Linked DNA regions of Mus musculus: regions 1 and 2 are each linked to region 3. Evidence: chromatin contacts called from public Hi-C and HiChIP or PLAC-seq data. All regions are on one chromosome and are shown on one strand. Each heading gives the region's core, a stretch centred on a gene start, on an enhancer-like site or on the middle of the called end of the contact. The rest is flanking DNA. Distances are from core to core; before and after follow the strand shown. Region 1 has its middle 180 kb from the start of Mir7021. Region 2 has its middle 110 kb from the start of Gm42341. Region 3 overlaps Kazn (kazrin, periplakin interacting protein).

Region 1 (3,070 bases), core at 109-2,608, 800 kb before region 3:
CCCCTGAACCATCTCTTCATTCAGCCCCTGGAATTCTGAGTTTAGAGCTCAGTATAGTTGCAAGCTGCCATGTGTGTTTATTGAGCAGCGAAATGCAGTGAGGATGGCTGAGTAATTGAACTTTTATTTTATCTAGTGCTATTCTCATTAAATGGAAACAGCCAAATGGCTAATGGCTGCTATATTGGATGGGCAAAGGCTCTTATCTCTCTGCATCTTCTTCTCTCTCTGCATCAATGGTTGCTTAGCTTTCCAACAAATTTCTTTATACGTTTAAAATTACACTTATTCCGTGTGTGTGTGTGTGTGTGTGTGTGTGTGTGTGTGTGTGTTTGCATGCGTGTCAGTGTACTTGTGAAAGTCAGGGGTTGATGTTGGGTATCTTCTTCAGTCACTTTCTGCCCTTATTTAATTATTTGTTTTGTGTATGTATGAGAAAGAAACAGAGAGAATGAGGGAACATGTGACACAAATTCCATGACATGTAATTAGAAGCAGAGGATAACGTTTAGGGGTTGGCTTTCTCCTAACTCCTGGGGTCAGGGTCTCTCTTGTTTCTGTGACTGCAACCCATACTCTACTCAGGGCTAGCTGCCTCTAAGGCTTCTGGTTGGTTCTGCCTCCCCTCTTCTCCTTGGGCATGCTTTGGGCATGCTGGGATTACAGATGCACACCACTCTGGCTGGAATTTTAACTGGGACCTGGGGACTGAGCTAAGGTTGAAAAGCTTGCATTGGGTAGCAGTTTTACCTGCTAAGAAAACTCCCCAACCCCTATGTCTGCTATTTGAGACAGGGTCTCTCACTGAATCTGGGGCTCACCAGTTCAGCTAGGTTGGTTGGCCAGTGAGCTCCAGTGGACCACCACCTCTGCTTCCCCAGTGCTGGGATTGTGGACATTCACTGTTGCATCTGGCTCTTTACAGGGATGCTGGGTATCTGAACTCAGGTGCCTGTGATTGCAGATCCAGCTCTTTACCGAGCAAGCCCTGCCTTTCTCCCCACAAACCACCTTGATATTGTATGATGTCTGCTTCCCCATTACCTCAAAAAATGTTGGATGGTCCTTTTCCTTCCCTCCTTCCTCCCACCCATCCATCCATCCATCCATCCATCCATCCATTCATCCATCCTTCCTTCCTTCCTTCCTTTTTTTCTGGCTGCAGGCTGGAGCCCGGGTCACCTATACATAAACAGCTTCTTCCCACTTCCACCCTCAAAGCACTGCTTTCTTCTAGTTGGCATTTCTGAATTTCTATCTGATGTCTGGAATCCTTTGCCCACTGTTCCTGAGCCCCATGCTATCTATGTGGTGGCTTCCCCGGGAAGCCTAATGAGGCAGTTGCCATGGTAACTGGGTGACATCCCTGTAGCTGATGCTAATGCCGTGGATCCGGAAGCCCCTTGCCTGTTTCTCTCTGTTTGGTAGACTAATAACATTTAAATTAAACGTATTAATTTATTTCATGTCAATTAATTTGTATGTTAAATGGTGTGTCGGCTTCACCTTCCCCCACCCCACCACAACACTCATTAATTAACTCCAGCCAAATCAGGAGTGCATCCTAGAAGGTGGCGATCGTTTTTAGCAAACTACAATTATGATACTCTGCTCCCATGTAGAAAATAATCAATGTCAAAATAATTGCTTTTTACAGGCCACAGTCAGCTGTCTTGTCAGATAGTTAACTTATAATTATAGCTGTTTGGATTTTTTGAAATAAAAAAATGTAGCCAAAATATTGGGAAGACAAGGGGTGACTGTTAATAATGTAACAGTGTGTGACACATCCAACCATTTTGTTCAATGGCGTCTGCGACTGTGCAGGGCTAGTGGTAGAGAAGAACCAGGTGTGCCAGGGAGTTAATCTGACCTTCGGTTAGAAGGCAACTTTTGCCTTCCTTTATCCTCTGTCTTTGGTGAGATGGTGGGAACACTGGTCGCTTCCAAGGAGATTATGTTGCTGGTATCTGCTGCTTACCAGAGAGGTGCACAGACTGCCAAGCTCCCTGGGAATCTGGCTAGTCTCCCTGGAAGTATCCCATGGATTGTGAGCACATACTATAGCCTCTCTCTCTGTACTTTGGGGTACCATTGTTTATGGTAATGATGAGTGTCTCGAAAACCAGATGTAGGTGATCTCTGCCCTGTCTCCAGTCAGTTTGTTTCTTCATTCTAGAGGAAAGTGAAGCTGAGGGGAGCTTAGTGCATGGGCACAGATTTACACACATTATCCAGCTTGGAGTGTTGTGCATTGTGTGTGTCAGGGACCTGCTTATGTGTAGCTTGAGGTCCCCTGTTTAGAGCCATGTGTTCTTTACGATGGTTAGTGTTAATGGTCAACTTGACAGAGTCATGGGACAAGGACATGCCTGTGGAAGATGATCTTGGTTAGGTTGGTTGAGGTGGGAAGACCCACCCACCGTGGGCAGCCCCTTTCCTTGACTGGGATCCTGAAGGCTCTAAATGGAGAAGGGGGACTGTGCAGCAGTGGGCATTCAGCCCCTTCTGCTTCCTGATTGTTGATGTGGCGTGAGCAGCTTCTCCAAGCTCCTGCTGTACTCTTGAGCTATGAGCTAGAATCCACTTCTTCTTCTTCCTTAAGTTGGTTTTCTGGGGGTGTTTTTTATTTTATCACAGCAACAGGAAAAGAACAGTTTGGGAGCTTAGACTTGTTCTGTTATTGCTCTTCACCCTCTGCTCTGGCAGGTAGCCGGCTAGTTATGAACAAAGTGCTTTCTACGTCTGCCTCTGCATCAGGACTGCGGTGATGGCGAGCAGAGCCAGGGAACTCACCACCCCCAACCCTAGCTGGCTTGGGACTGAAACATGACCTACCCGCTTTATCTTTTGGATTTTTACAGGTATCTCAGACGAAAACAGACCCCGAATTTCTGCTGTTGACAAGAGGAGAGCCCTTTGGCACTAAATAAAGACTTTTTCTTCCAAACTCAACTCAAAATGCCCTGTTTAAAAAGTCAGCATCTGAGCCAGGGAGGGAAGCTTGGGTGCTAAAGTGCTTGCCTTGAAAGCAGAAGGGCCTGAGTTTGATTTCCCAGAACCCATGTAA
Region 2 (2,929 bases), core at 54-2,553, 600 kb before region 3:
CCTGCCTGGATGCTGCCATGCTCCCACCTTGATGATAATGGACTGAACCTCTGAACCTGTAAGCCAGCCCCAGGCATCTTCAGGTACCCCTACCTTCACCAGCAACCCTGCTGCAGTTTCTCAACCCCTCCTCTCATTAGATGTGGATCTAAGCTCTGTTTTTTGTTGTTAAAATCTAAACACTAGCAAAATAAACAGTTGGTGCCTGTCTTAGGGTTTTACTGCTATGAACAGACATCATGACCAAGGCAACTCCTAGACAACATTTAATTCAATGGGAACCACAATGAGTCTGCAGATAATCTTCGGAAGGATGGCCATCTTCACTTTGTTCCTCCTGCCAGCAGAGGAGCATGGCAGTTATTTCTTCAGCCGGTGTTAACCTGATTTCTTTTTCAGGGTCACAAGATTTCTTTCCTTCTTTCTTTCTTTCTTTCTTTCTTTCTTTCTTTCTTTCTTTCTTTCTTTCTTTCTTTTCGTTTTTTTTTTTTTTTTTTTTTTTTTTTTGAAACAGGGTTTCTCTGTATAGCCCTGGCTGTCCTGGAACTCACTTTGTAGACCAGGCTGGCCTCGAACTTAGAAATCCTCCTGCCTCTGCCTCCCGAGTGCTAGGATTAAAGACGTGTGCCACCACGCCCCATTTTTTTTTTTTTTTTTTTTGTCACAAGATTCCTGTTCATAGGTCCTTCACCTTCATGGTTGGGGGATGGTGGCCTGTGAAATGGGGAAAAAGAGCTTTGAGAAACGGGAGGAGTGAGATAGGCAATAGAACACATGGGTCATGAGGGCTAGAGAGATGGCTCAGCAGTTAAGAGCACTTGCTACCCTGGCAGAGGACGCAGGTTCAGTTCCCAGCATCCACATGGTGGATAATAACCATCCGCAACTCCAATTCCAGGGTACATGATGCTCTCTTCTGACCTCTAGGAGCACCAGGCACACGTGTGGTGCACATATGTGCATGCAGGCAAATACTCATACACAGAAAATAACTTAATCTAAAAGCACCCAGAGGGATATGAAAAAGGGAGTGTGCGGTGGAGGGATGCAGTAAAGATAGAGGCCAGGGAGATGGGGGTGGTGGAGGAATGGAGAATCAACCAAAACTAAGTATGCACAAAAATCGCATAGGAAACGTATTATTTTGAACACTAGTTAAAAATAAACATACAAAGAAGCCAACGTTGTCTGCTCAGTTTGCATTGTGAGGCAGCTCGCAAGGCTGCAGCATCCTCAGCTGCCCTGGCTCCACCCTCAGCATCTGACTCCTCACTGGGCTCTGTGTTTATGCAGTGCTCTCAGGACACTCTCTTCCAGATGCACACAGCTGCGAGATGCTGAGGCCAAGGACCTGGTGTTCTATGGGAGTACATTGTACCCTCGTCCTCCCCACTGGGACTGATGAATCTTAACACAGGCCCTCACTGTGCCTCGTTGGGACAGCAGCCACAGCACGTAGACAAAGGGTACATGACACCTCCAGCTGCCCTTTTCGAACTGGCAGGCATCCTGTTGGGTGCTTTGCCTTTTCAGCATCAGGAACACCCCAGATCCTTCCCTGAGGTGTCTGGCAGGGTCTCCCACATCACGTTGAGCTGGCTGTGATTCAGGAACTTTCTAGAAGCAGCACATTGATTGTGTAAGTCTGGGGGGATATCTGTCCTTCTAGAGCAGATGGAAAAGCCTGGCCAAGCTGCAGACACTGATTTTATTATTATGTCCTCTCTCCAGTTGAGAAAGCATTGGGGGGGCAGGCCACTGAGATAGCTCAGTGGGTACCAGTTTGTGCTGTGAAGACTTGCTTCTATTCTGAGACCTGCAAGGTGGACACTTGGACATTTGGACACTCACATATACACAGTATAAATAAATAAATAAATAAATAAATAAATAAGTGTAATTAAAAACATTTTTTTCCATAGAGATCCAGAAGAAACCTTGGCTGTGAGTCTCCAGGCACAACAGCTTTCAGGTCTGGGGACAACTTTAAAGAACTTAGTTCTCAGGTCTCAGTGACAACATCAGCTCATGGGTGACTCTGGATGACCTAGAACCTTTTGAGCGGGCCTGGGGAATTAAGAGCTGTTGGTCTGTGTCCTCCTAGATTCATGAGTGAGCTCTCGTCACAGACTGTGAGGTTTCACAGAGCACAGTCAGGGCGAGGTGGGGAAGAGGGTGCTTCCGTTTTGTAGGTGGTTGGTAGGTGCCAACTCTTTCCTGTTTTCTTGTGTTTCCTGGGTTAGCTGTTCTGCTGTTTCTGGTTTCTGTGCTGCTGAAGTCAGTGGTCCTTCTGCCTGGCAAAACTATTGATGCTGTGTTTCACAGGCATGCACTGGAGGTCTCAAGATGTGTGGGCGCTCGTCTAGATATGCGGGACAGGGCTTGAACAACACATACCAAGATCTGTTCATCATTGATCAGAGCTTTGGGGGAGGCTTGTCGACTTTCATCGACCTATGCAGAGCTGTGTCTACAAGACCTGAGCTCTGAGGACCCGGAGGAGTGGAATGGACTACAGTCTGATACTGGAGACAGCCTTACTTCAGGTTCACTGTACTTTTACACACAAACGAAACAAAGAAAGCAACGGTCCAAGGAAGATTATATGAGGTCAGAAAAACATGTAAATAACCATCACTAGGCACATGCTAAATGTTAGCAGAGCAGCCTTTTCCCAGAACCTTTTCGGGACAGACCAATTTAAATGCAATTGTCTGGATGTGCTATAGAGTCTATCTGGGAAAACATGAAAGCAAGGCAGAAGACCATATTCAGGGTACACTGGCCGGACTGGGTTCTGTAGCTTTGATCCAACAAAGATAAATGTGTCTTATAAATTGAATGTGAATGTTTATCACAGGAGACATGAAGTCACATCCAAGAACAGTCCGGGGAACAAAATGCACCTGAGGTAAAAGGCCTCTGCCTT
Region 3 (2,928 bases), core at 163-2,662:
TGGTGAGCCTCTAAGCGCCTGAGGGCAAAGACTGGTTCTCACAGGGTAAGACTTACGATGCAACAAATCAGAATCCTAGGTGTATTAGTCAGGGTTTCTATTCCTGCACAAACATCAGGACCAAGAAGCAAGCTGGGGAGGGAAGGGTTTATTCAGCTTACACTTCCATACTGCTGTTCATCACCAAGGAAGTCAGAACTGGAACTCAAGCAGGTCAGGAAGCTGGAGCTGATGCAGAGGCCATGGAGGGATGTTCTTTACTGGCTTGCTTCCCCTGGTTTGCTCAGTTTGCTTTCTTAGAGAACCAAGACTATCACCCACCCAGAAATGGTACCACCCACAAGGGGCCCTACCCCCTTGATCACTAATTAAGAAAATGTCCCACAGTTGGATCTCATGGAGACACTTCCCCAGCTAAAACTCCTTTCTCAGTGATAACTCCAGCCTGTGTCAAGTTGATACATAAAACCAGCCAGTACAGGGCTGGAGAGATGGCTCAGAGGTTAAGAGCACTGACTGCTCTTCCAGAGGTCCTGAGTTCAATTCCCAGCAACCACATGGTGTCTCACAACCATCTGTAATGGAATCTGATGCCCTCTTGTGGTGTGTCTAAAGACAGCTGCAATGTACTCATATACATAAAATAAATAAATCCTTAAAAAACAAAACAAACAAACAAACAAAAACCAGCCAGTACACTAGGGGTTCATTTTCCAACCACAAGGACAAAGGTAGTAAGGCTTGGGGCCACCGACCAAGTCTTCAAGGACTCTCTGTCCCTTCTCCTTAGACCCTCTTATCTCCGTTACACCTGCCAGTCTGTAAGCCTGGTGCTCCCCAGCTATGCCATTAATGGGTTGTGTGGCCAGAATGCCCCCTCCAGGATGGGATAAGAGGACCTGCCTGCCCACCTCTATAAAAATGCATCTGAAATGCCAGTGAATGGCGGCGGTGGATGCCCTATGGTGCTGGCCCAGGCTTGCATGGAGGGTGCTTGCAGACTGGATATGGGATCTTTGTTGGATCTTGGCGTTTCGGTTGGGTTGGTTGGTTGGTTGGTTGGTTGTCTTTTATTTATTTGTAGCGTATGTGCAAGGAATCCAAGGACCACTTACAGGAGTCACTTTTCTCCCACCATGTGTGCCCCACATGCAAGATAAGACACAGACGATCTGGACCACACAGGATAAACTGGACTCCGTCAAATTAAAAACTCTGCTTCACAGGGAGACATGGAGAGCAAGAAAACTTGAGTCATCAGGCGGGCTGGCAAGGGCCTTCGCTCACTCTGTCATTGTGCCTTCCTGGATGTTTGAATTTCTTAAGGCAGGTTCCCTGGTAACAGGCTGCGCCATGTTGGAGAGCTGGCCTGGCTGTGTCCTCAGCTCCACCCTGCAAGCTTTCAGCTCAGTAGGCCTAGAAACCCAGCCCTGATGATCTCAGCTGCCGTGCAGCCAAGCTGGCTGCTGAGAAGACAGAGTCAGCTGGGTTCACTGGGAGGCTCAAAGCTGGAATTCTGAATGCCGACCAGCCCTGGAGTCCCCACTGTGCCGGGTTCCCTGAGGCTCTCTGTGTGTAGCGGTGGCGTGGCCTCAGATGCCCCCACCTGCAGCTGGAATTGCAGGCAGTTGTGAGCTGCCTGGTGGGTACTGAGAAATGAACTCCGGTCCTCTCCGAGAGCAGCAGGTGATCTTAACCACTGAGCCATCTCTCTAGCCCCAACAGTTGTCTTTGTTTTGTTGGGTTATGAGAATTTATTTTTAAAGTTTTTTTTTATTGAATTTAATTGAGTGTGTGTGTGTGTGTGTGTGTGTGTGTGTATGAACACCACGTTTATATCACAGGATAACTATGAAGGTCAGAGGACAGCTAATAGAAGTAGGCTCTTCTTTCTATATATGGGTTCTTGGTGATCGAACTCAGATTGTCAGACTTGACTCTGGGCATTTTTACCAGCTGAGCTGTCCTGCTGGCCTCTGACTTATTTTTATATTCTAGATGTCTCTTATTGGATAAGGGACTCGCAGGTATTTTCTCCCTTCTGCGAGCTGTCTTTTCTTGCTCTCCATGTCTCCCTGTGAAGCAGAGTTTTTAATTTGACGGAGTCCAGTTTATCCTGTGTGGTCCAGATCGTCTGTGTCTTATCTTGCATGTCGTTGAGCCCTACATGCTAATAATCAAGTGGGACTTATGAGTGAGTCTTGGAGGGTACTGAGCTGTTCTGTGGGCTCAGTGGGTTGACCTTGGGGCTCATTTCAGATACAGGGTTCTGAGTATGAGTCCCCCTCCGATGCTAGCCTTCTAGCCCAGCAGGGCTTCCATTGTTGATAGCCAAATCAGAGAGATGAAAAGGGAGCCATTCACATAGCAAGCCTGGGACACCACAGTGGTGTGGGGATCCAGGAGAGACACTGTATTGGGCAGACACCATTTCTCATCTAGACAGAAGACACCCAGAGGAATGGCTTGAGTATCGGGGGCTAATTAATCCTCTGTCCTGTCCGCAGCCATGAAAGCTGACCGGAAGCGCTTAAAGGGCGAGAAGACTGACCTGGTGAGCCAGATGCAGCAGCTGTACGCCACGCTGGAGAGCCGCGAGGAGCAGTTGCGAGACTTCATCCGCAACTATGAGCAGCACCGCAAGGTCGGTGTCTCCCTGGACCCCTGCTCTCCCCTCTCACCCCCGTCCCTCTCCTATCCCTTTCTCCTGCCCTCCCCTCTCAGACAAACACAATCTCTTCTCCGCTCACAATCTCATCTCAAGGCTCTTAGCCAAGCGTAGTCTCTGCCTTGAATCCCAGAGCTCCCTTGGCGCTCTGGTGTCTTCATCTCATCTGAGCAATCCAAGAAATCCAGCCCAGCTCCTGCTTGGGCCCTGTGTCCCTAGGTGGACATCGTGGACTCAGGAATCTAGCTGTTTCAGATCCT

Evidence for each region. Hi-C and Micro-C count contacts between places; a contact is called where the count stands out from the background. HiChIP or PLAC-seq counts read pairs in DNA pulled down with a chosen protein or histone mark.
Region 1: an H3K27ac HiChIP or PLAC-seq map of VIP interneurons shows a contact between it and region 3, with 8 times the contacts expected there. The contact joins two enhancer-like sites. A contact is called at or near these places in 1 of 484 Hi-C or Micro-C datasets (the HPC-7 cell line) and 3 of 115 datasets of contacts at active chromatin or transcription factors (VIP interneurons, astrocytes and embryonic stem cells).
Region 2: a contact with region 3 is called in a Hi-C map of cerebral cortex, with 1.9 times the contacts expected there. The contact joins two enhancer-like sites. A contact is called at or near these places in 1 of 484 Hi-C or Micro-C datasets (cerebral cortex) and 2 of 115 datasets of contacts at active chromatin or transcription factors (astrocytes and oligodendrocyte precursor cells).

Annotation. Positions count from the first base shown.
Region 1 is chr4:142,955,514-142,958,583 of GRCm38.p6, reverse strand. No RefSeq gene overlaps it. Among named protein-coding and RNA genes, the nearest start is that of Mir7021, 180 kb to the left of the region's middle. Within about 2 kb of position 1,358, at least 13 of the 459 cell types and tissues checked have an H3K27ac peak or open chromatin away from gene starts, as enhancers often do. A contact at or near this core is called in VIP interneurons, where this site is marked.
Region 2 is chr4:142,755,020-142,757,948 of GRCm38.p6, reverse strand. No RefSeq gene overlaps it. Among named protein-coding and RNA genes, the nearest start is that of Gm42341, 110 kb to the right of the region's middle. Within about 2 kb of position 1,303, at least 32 of the 459 cell types and tissues checked have an H3K27ac peak or open chromatin away from gene starts, as enhancers often do. A contact at or near this core is called in cerebral cortex, where this site is marked.
Region 3 is chr4:142,158,760-142,161,687 of GRCm38.p6, reverse strand. It overlaps Kazn (kazrin, periplakin interacting protein), which reads left to right. Exons shown (of 18, transcript NM_144531.3): 6 at 2,508-2,644. Among named protein-coding and RNA genes, the nearest start is that of Gm35581, 33 kb to the right of the region's middle. Within about 2 kb of position 1,412, at least 47 of the 459 cell types and tissues checked have an H3K27ac peak or open chromatin away from gene starts, as enhancers often do. A contact at or near this core is called in VIP interneurons and cerebral cortex, where this site is marked.